Regions from separate parts of the Macaca mulatta genome. Here region 2 is linked to region 1. The links are chromatin contacts, called in public Hi-C maps. All regions are on one chromosome and are shown on one strand. Each heading gives the region's core, a stretch centred on a gene start, on an enhancer-like site or on the middle of the called end of the contact. The rest is flanking DNA. Distances are from core to core; before and after follow the strand shown.

Region 1 (3,141 bases), core at 372-2,871:
AACAGGAATTTAAAAGGTTTCATTAAGAACTGCCTGCACTAGATTCCTCCATCCTGAGACATTAAACAATCACGATAAACCTCCTGAGTGGTAAGAACGTGTCCATTTAAAAATAGGATATAGATTATACTATGTAGTTTTATCTACTAATCGGTTAATGCCCCCCCACCGAAAACAAACAAACAAAAAACCCAAAGGGATATAAGTTTCATCCATCAAAGGAAACAACAGTCATCATGGTTTCCATCCCATTCATATACTGCCGCCGTACATGTAAATCAGATGAACCTGCGCGTAGCTCTTAACAAGTGACCCACCTTTTTAACTTAAGTGAAAGGAGGTTCTGCTCCGGGACCTCTTCCTGGATCTCTCCCTCCACCCTCTGTGTTCTTTCGGGTGCACCATAGGGTCAAAGCCGCAGCAACGCCGTCTCTGTGTGATCGCATAATGCCCTTCTGTAGCACGACCTTCCCCCGAGAGTGACCAGCTACCGGACAGGCACCACGGAGGGGTACCGAGCACCTCCCGGACCGGCGGCTGCAGGATCGCGAGTGCCTCCGCTAGGAAGACCGCACGTTGCCCCTGTGCTTCCTCCGGTGGCGCCTTCTGCAACGACACCTCGACCCTGCTCCCTCTCTGGGGCTGGATCTGACTCCTCGACGGCGATCCCAGACGCGAGACCCAAACTGACGGCTTCCAGAAGAGGGGCCAGCCCGGCCACAAGTCGTTCACGTAGCTAACACATCATTGCTTCCGGCTTCTTACCGTCCTCCCCTTTGTAAATGGTCACCTCCCGAAAACCCAGGCTCTCCTCCAACAGTGGTTCTCAAGCGAGGCGATCTTCCCCGAGGGGGAGGATATTTGGCAAAGTCTGGGGACATTTTTGGTTCACTGGGGCTGCTACTTGCATCTACCGGGTAGAGACGGGGGATGCAGTTACACATTCTAAGCAGCACGGGACATTACCCTTCCCAACCCAGACAGAATGAGCCGGCCCAAAACGTCAGTAGTGCCCAGGCTGAGAAACCCTGCCTTAAACAAACAGCAAAGAAAGGCCAAGTCCCATAAGTGGGTCACCGCGCCGGGACCGGGGTCCACGGGACACCCCAGCCACACCGAGCTGGGAAGTCCCCGCCTCCTGGAGCTGAACCCGCCCCTCTACCAGAGGTGGAACCGCGAGGGGGCGGGAACAGGCACGGAGAAAATAAACAAGACTAAAAAGTCCTGAGTAGCGCTGTGTGGCTGCAAACCGGAACCCAACTTTTGCACCACATGGGACCCGGCACTCTTCCTGCCACCCACACCTGAGACGGCTGGGGGGCCGACCCCAGTACTAGAAAACACTCGTCACCTCAATCAAGACGGGTACAAAGGCCAACGGATACCTTCCTTTAGAAAGCTCAGCACACAGAGCAACTTCTCACGCCTACCCTCGAAGGGCGTACTCCAAGCTAGCACTTCCGACGTCCAGCTGTGATCCCAAAGCTGCGGAAAGCCCCGCCAGCGAGCGCCCGGGCCTGCGCAGACGCGTTGGCGTGGTGGGCGGGGCTCCCTCCGGACCCGGCGTCCCGCCCTCCGCCCCGTGTCCGCATGCGCGGCTGAGCCGCGGGGGTGGTACTGCTGCATCCGGGTGTCTGGAGGCCGTGGACGTTTTGTTTTCTTGGCTGAAACCGGTGGAGTGAGGCAGCTGCGCGCGGCGCTACACCGGGCTCCGGAACCACTGCACGACGGGGCTGGACGTAAGTGTCGGGCGGGGAATGGGGGCAGGAGAGGAGCGGCTTCAAGGCTGGAGAGGCCTCGGAGCCGGGACCGTCTGACGGGTTGGTGCCTACAGCACAGGCTCGTTGCCGCCACCCTCCGGGAAGCCGCAGACCGGGGCTGAGCCCCTGCAGACCTCTCCTCTCCTGGGTCCTGCGGCGCCTGGAGAAGGCGACCGCGTCCAGACCCGCCAAGACGGAGACGGGACCGCGCCCTCCCCCAGGACATCCCAGGATTCTTGGAAATACCCCGGTCCCCCACTTTACAGCTGGACAGGCCGAAGCTCCGAGAAAGGAGCGTGGCCCGTCCGGCTCCCTCAGCGAGGGGCGGCCGGGCTGAAGGTGGCTCCCCCATCTTCCAGCCGCGTCCCTCGAGACCTAAAATTCCCAGAGTTTGGAGGGCGGGGTCTGGCTTGAGCGTGCCAGTCGTCGTGCAAGAAAAATGGATTCGGGGCGGGGCCATTGGGATGAACCGAAAGTAACACTGGATTGCAGTTCTTCCCGGGGAAGAATCGAATGAGTGAATTTCCTAAATTGAACTTGTCCCAAAGACATCTTAGCACTGGCTGTAATCATGTATTTTAATATTTAATTTTTGAAAGAAGTTAAAAATGGGAGACGTTGCTCTTTTTTAGGGTGTCATATTTTTGGACAACTATAATTGCTGGCTGCAGAGTAATTTAAGGGACTCAAGTTCGCTGTAGGAATTAGGGTGTTCTCAAGTTATACGTATTTCAGGTTTTTTCATACTCTGAAATAGAGATAACATGGCTGTGTCTCAAGTCAGGTCTGTACAGCTCGGCTTACAGGAGTGTTTTATGTAATTTGTAAAGACAGTTTGGGTCTGCTATATTTAAATAGTTGGATTTTTGTAATCTGAATTAATATTAATCACAATTTTGTGCATTTTTTTGGCTGGAAACACCCTTTAGGATCAGAGATAGGGATATTAAAATCAAGTGGATGTTCTTTACATAGAAATGACACCAAAAGGCAGGCTTGCAGAAAGAAAAACAGTGAAGTGAATGAAGTGAAGGGAAATGATGTGGGTAGAGGTAAGAACTGCAGTGCAATGTTTAATTTCTTAATTTAGGTGTGAAGAAACACACGTTCTGTGATAAAATATGTAAATTAGAGAATTATTTTTCATTTGAATCTGTACTTCCACATAGAGCCACAGTTTATCACTTGTCTCTCTACTAATGTTAGTACTCCTAGGCTGTAAATATCAAAGTCATCTAATAAGTTTGGAATCAAAATGATACAAAAGAGCTCTTGTGGATTAGTAATCATATACTTGATATTAAAAGTACCACCTAAACTAATTCAATACCTACTTAGAAATAATGGGATGTGACAGATTTTTAGGAGGAGGTCAACCAGT
Region 2 (3,141 bases), core at 304-2,803, 38 kb before region 1:
AAAGTTGAGTCTGTTGCATAGAAGAAGAGAGCAAACCACGGAGAACTGTGGGCATTTGAGTGAAAGGGCGTTAGGAGGGGCTCGTTCCAGGATTTGGGTTTGTATCAGGTGACTGGGGGGAGGGTTAAGGATCTGGATTGAGTACTGTCAGAAAGCAGAGGCTTTCTACAATTAGGTATCTTAAATTTTTATATAGGAGGCAGAAGTAACGGAGACTAATGCTGTATTTGGTAATAACTGTCACTGGTGTTAGCCAGAATAAAGAAATACGTGGTCATCCTTGTACTTCAAGAAGTCTTCTTTGTTTTGTCTCACTACAACAGTCAGAGTGATTTTGGGGTTTTGTGAACCCATGGCCTGTCAGGTCACTCCATGCTGAAATAGGGGCTGCTTTTCTCTTTCTCAGCTCCAACTGCAGCCAGCTATTTGCTGGACTCTTATCCCTAATACAAATTTTCTTTGAATTTGTTCCCTTTGCTTGGATTCTCTTTCTCTAACTCCTTTAGTTGTCTGGCTTTCAAACAGTAGTTTAGGTGTCACCTATTACGAGGCACCCCCTGGAGACCCACAAACTGCATTCATCTCTCCTCCTCTGCACTTCCAGGGCACTTAAGACATCCGATTCCCTATCAACTGGCTGAACTACCACGCTGTAGACTTTCAAAGGTTTCCCATTATTTTTTAAATTTTCTTTTTATTCTTTTCCCCCAGAAGTCCTAGAGACAGATGATTATTTTCTCCCTTTTCAAACAGATTCTGATAGAAGATTATTTTTTAAATCAAGTGAACCAGGTCTCTTACTGACACAAGTTTCTTCCTGTCTCTAGCTCTACATATTTCCCTAGGTAAAATGAAGAATTTGTTAGAATCACAGAGCAGGGAGGTTGTTAGTAATGGAGACTCGCAAACCTAACCCAGATACATTAAATTGGATGTGGGTAGGAGGGGGGCTAGAGTGAACAGGTATATTTTCAAAAGTTCTCATAACGATCCCCATGTGCTGCCAGGGTTGAGTACCACCGAACAGAGCTTTCCTCTCAGATGATCCTGCTCTGTTGGTCTGTCAGACGCAGTGGTGTGGCTTCCTCGTCCCCTCTACAAAAGCGCAAAAGCTTGGCCAGGTGACGGATCTGAGCCGGCCTCCAAGACTACTCACCCGCAACAGGTGCAGCTCCCGGAATTTGCGCAGTCTCTGTTCGCGCTTCTGAGCGGCCAGCTCTGCCGCCGCAGTGAGGGACCCCTCTTCCGCGCTGTCCACCAGCACCTGCGGCAAAGAGAACTGGCTTCAGGCAGAGCCAGCTCGGCTTCTCCCAGGACGGCCCAGGCCGAGTCCCCGCCGGTCCCCACAGGCTGGGCCTAGGGCCTCCACGGCCGACTTGATCCCAGTGTCTGAGCCTCCTTGAAGCGAAACTAGACTTCGCCTCCACCTCTCTCCAGGCCGCTCCCCGGAACCCTCACCAACAAAACCCCCGGTGTAGAGTCGCTCGAACTCACCTCGGATGCAGCGACAGCCGCCATCACAACCTTTCTCTCTTCCCACTTCCGGCAACAACATACAGCACTTCCGTCAGCCTTCAGACAACCGGGCCGATGCGTACAAATGAGCTACCATAAGCCCCGCCCCTTCCGGGCGGCCTCCGGAAGTTGGGACCCTTTAGCTGTGAAACGTTTTGGATTGGGCAGGGTCTCGCGCAGCCGCGAGAATCCGCGTGGGCAAGGACAGCGGGAGTTGAGTCGCCAAGAAAAGGGTTGGGAAGAGCTCAGAATCGGAGGACTAGAAAAAAATGACCAAAAGGAGTCTAATAGAAACTCCCCTACTCTGAACGCTGTTCCTGGAAACCGCCTTTTCAAAGAGTGAGAGAAATCTAACATGGCTCACTCCAACTTGCTTCTAGCCTCGCAGGGCGGCTGTCTTCGCTCATTCCTGGGCATAAACCAAGCTCACCATGGGAGAATTTATAGTTTAACTTTTAAGCAAGGATGAGCATAGTCCCTCCCTTAAACAGTCCCCCGCCTTGTTCGGGGGCTGAAACTGCCTTTATGAAATTAATGAAAGACCGGGAGGTTAGGTATATGAGGGGCGAATTCTGCTAAAATGTAGTAAACGATAACCAGCCATTGTTTCGGAGGACATCGGATGTGTAACTTCCCCAATTACTCCTGTAGGTAACGTCGTTATTGTAGAACCTAAGATTGGTCTTTTGAGGCATTTTTGAGACTTTCGCATTCTGGCAACTAAGTGACCCCACCTGGACTCGTGACTCATGACCCAACCGCTTCCTCTGCCCCACTCCTCCCCCAAGAGGCGGGCTCAGCTGTTGAGGAGTGTAGTCCACACCCCTATGATTGCATCTCCAACCAATCAGCAGCACCCATTCCCTGTTGCTCTGCCCACACCAAACCAGCTGAAAAACACTAACCTCTGGGCTGACCCTTCAGGAAAACTTACTTGAGTGGTAACCCTTCTTCCCTGAGGCCAGCGTCACATTAATACAACTCTATACTGCAGTAGCACTTCTCAGTGAATTGGTTTTGTCTGTAGTGGGCAGGAAGAACCTGTAGTGCCATTCATTCCCGTAAGTGGAAAGTTCTTTCCGTTTAGAGCTTAGCATGTTGTCACCTTCTCCAAGAAGCAGGTCTTGGCCAGGTGTGGTGGTTCATGGCTGCAATCCCAGCAAATTGCCGGGCCGAGGCGGGAGGATTGCTTGAGCCCAGGAGTTCAAGACCAGCCTGGACAACAAAGTGAGAATCAGTCTCTAAATTAAAAAATAATACAAATAAAAAGAATTTTTGTTTGTGTGTGTGTGTGGTTTTTGTTTGTTTGAGACGGAGTCTTGCCCTGTGACCCAGGCTGGAGTGCAATGGCACTGATCTCGGCTCACTGCAACCTCCGCCTCCCAGGTTCAGACAATTCTCCTGCCTCAGCTTCCCGAGTAGCTAGGATTGCGGGTGCCTGCCACCATGCCCAGCTACTTTTTGTATTTTTAGTGGAGACAGGGTTTCACCGTGTTGACCAGGCTGGTCTTGAACTCCTGACTTCGTGATCCGCCCACCTCAGCCTCCCAAAGTGCTGGAATTACAGACGTGAGCCACCGTGCCCAGACATAAAAATAAAGTTTTAAAAAAAGAGGCAGGTCTTCC

What was found. A called contact is a pair of places that touch in the nucleus more often than the background predicts.
Region 2: a contact with region 1 is called in a Hi-C map of CD4 T cells, with 3 times the contacts expected there. The contact joins the promoter of SYF2 here to the promoter of TMEM50A in region 1. A contact is called at or near these places in 3 of 14 Hi-C or Micro-C datasets (CD4 T cells, fetal cortical plate and liver).

What each region holds. Positions count from the first base shown.
Region 1 is chr1:215,691,806-215,694,946 of T2T-MMU8v2.0, reverse strand. It overlaps TMEM50A (transmembrane protein 50A), which reads left to right and starts at 1,621. Exons shown (of 7, transcript NM_001261245.1): 1 at 1,621-1,739. It overlaps RSRP1 (arginine and serine rich protein 1), which reads right to left and starts at 1,527. Exons shown (of 6, transcript XR_013405762.1): 1 at 318-1,527.
Region 2 is chr1:215,730,173-215,733,313 of T2T-MMU8v2.0, reverse strand. It overlaps SYF2 (SYF2 pre-mRNA splicing factor), which reads right to left and starts at 1,553. Exons shown (of 6, transcript XM_077969211.1): 1 at 1,495-1,553; 2 at 1,157-1,264. The coding sequence starts at 1,518.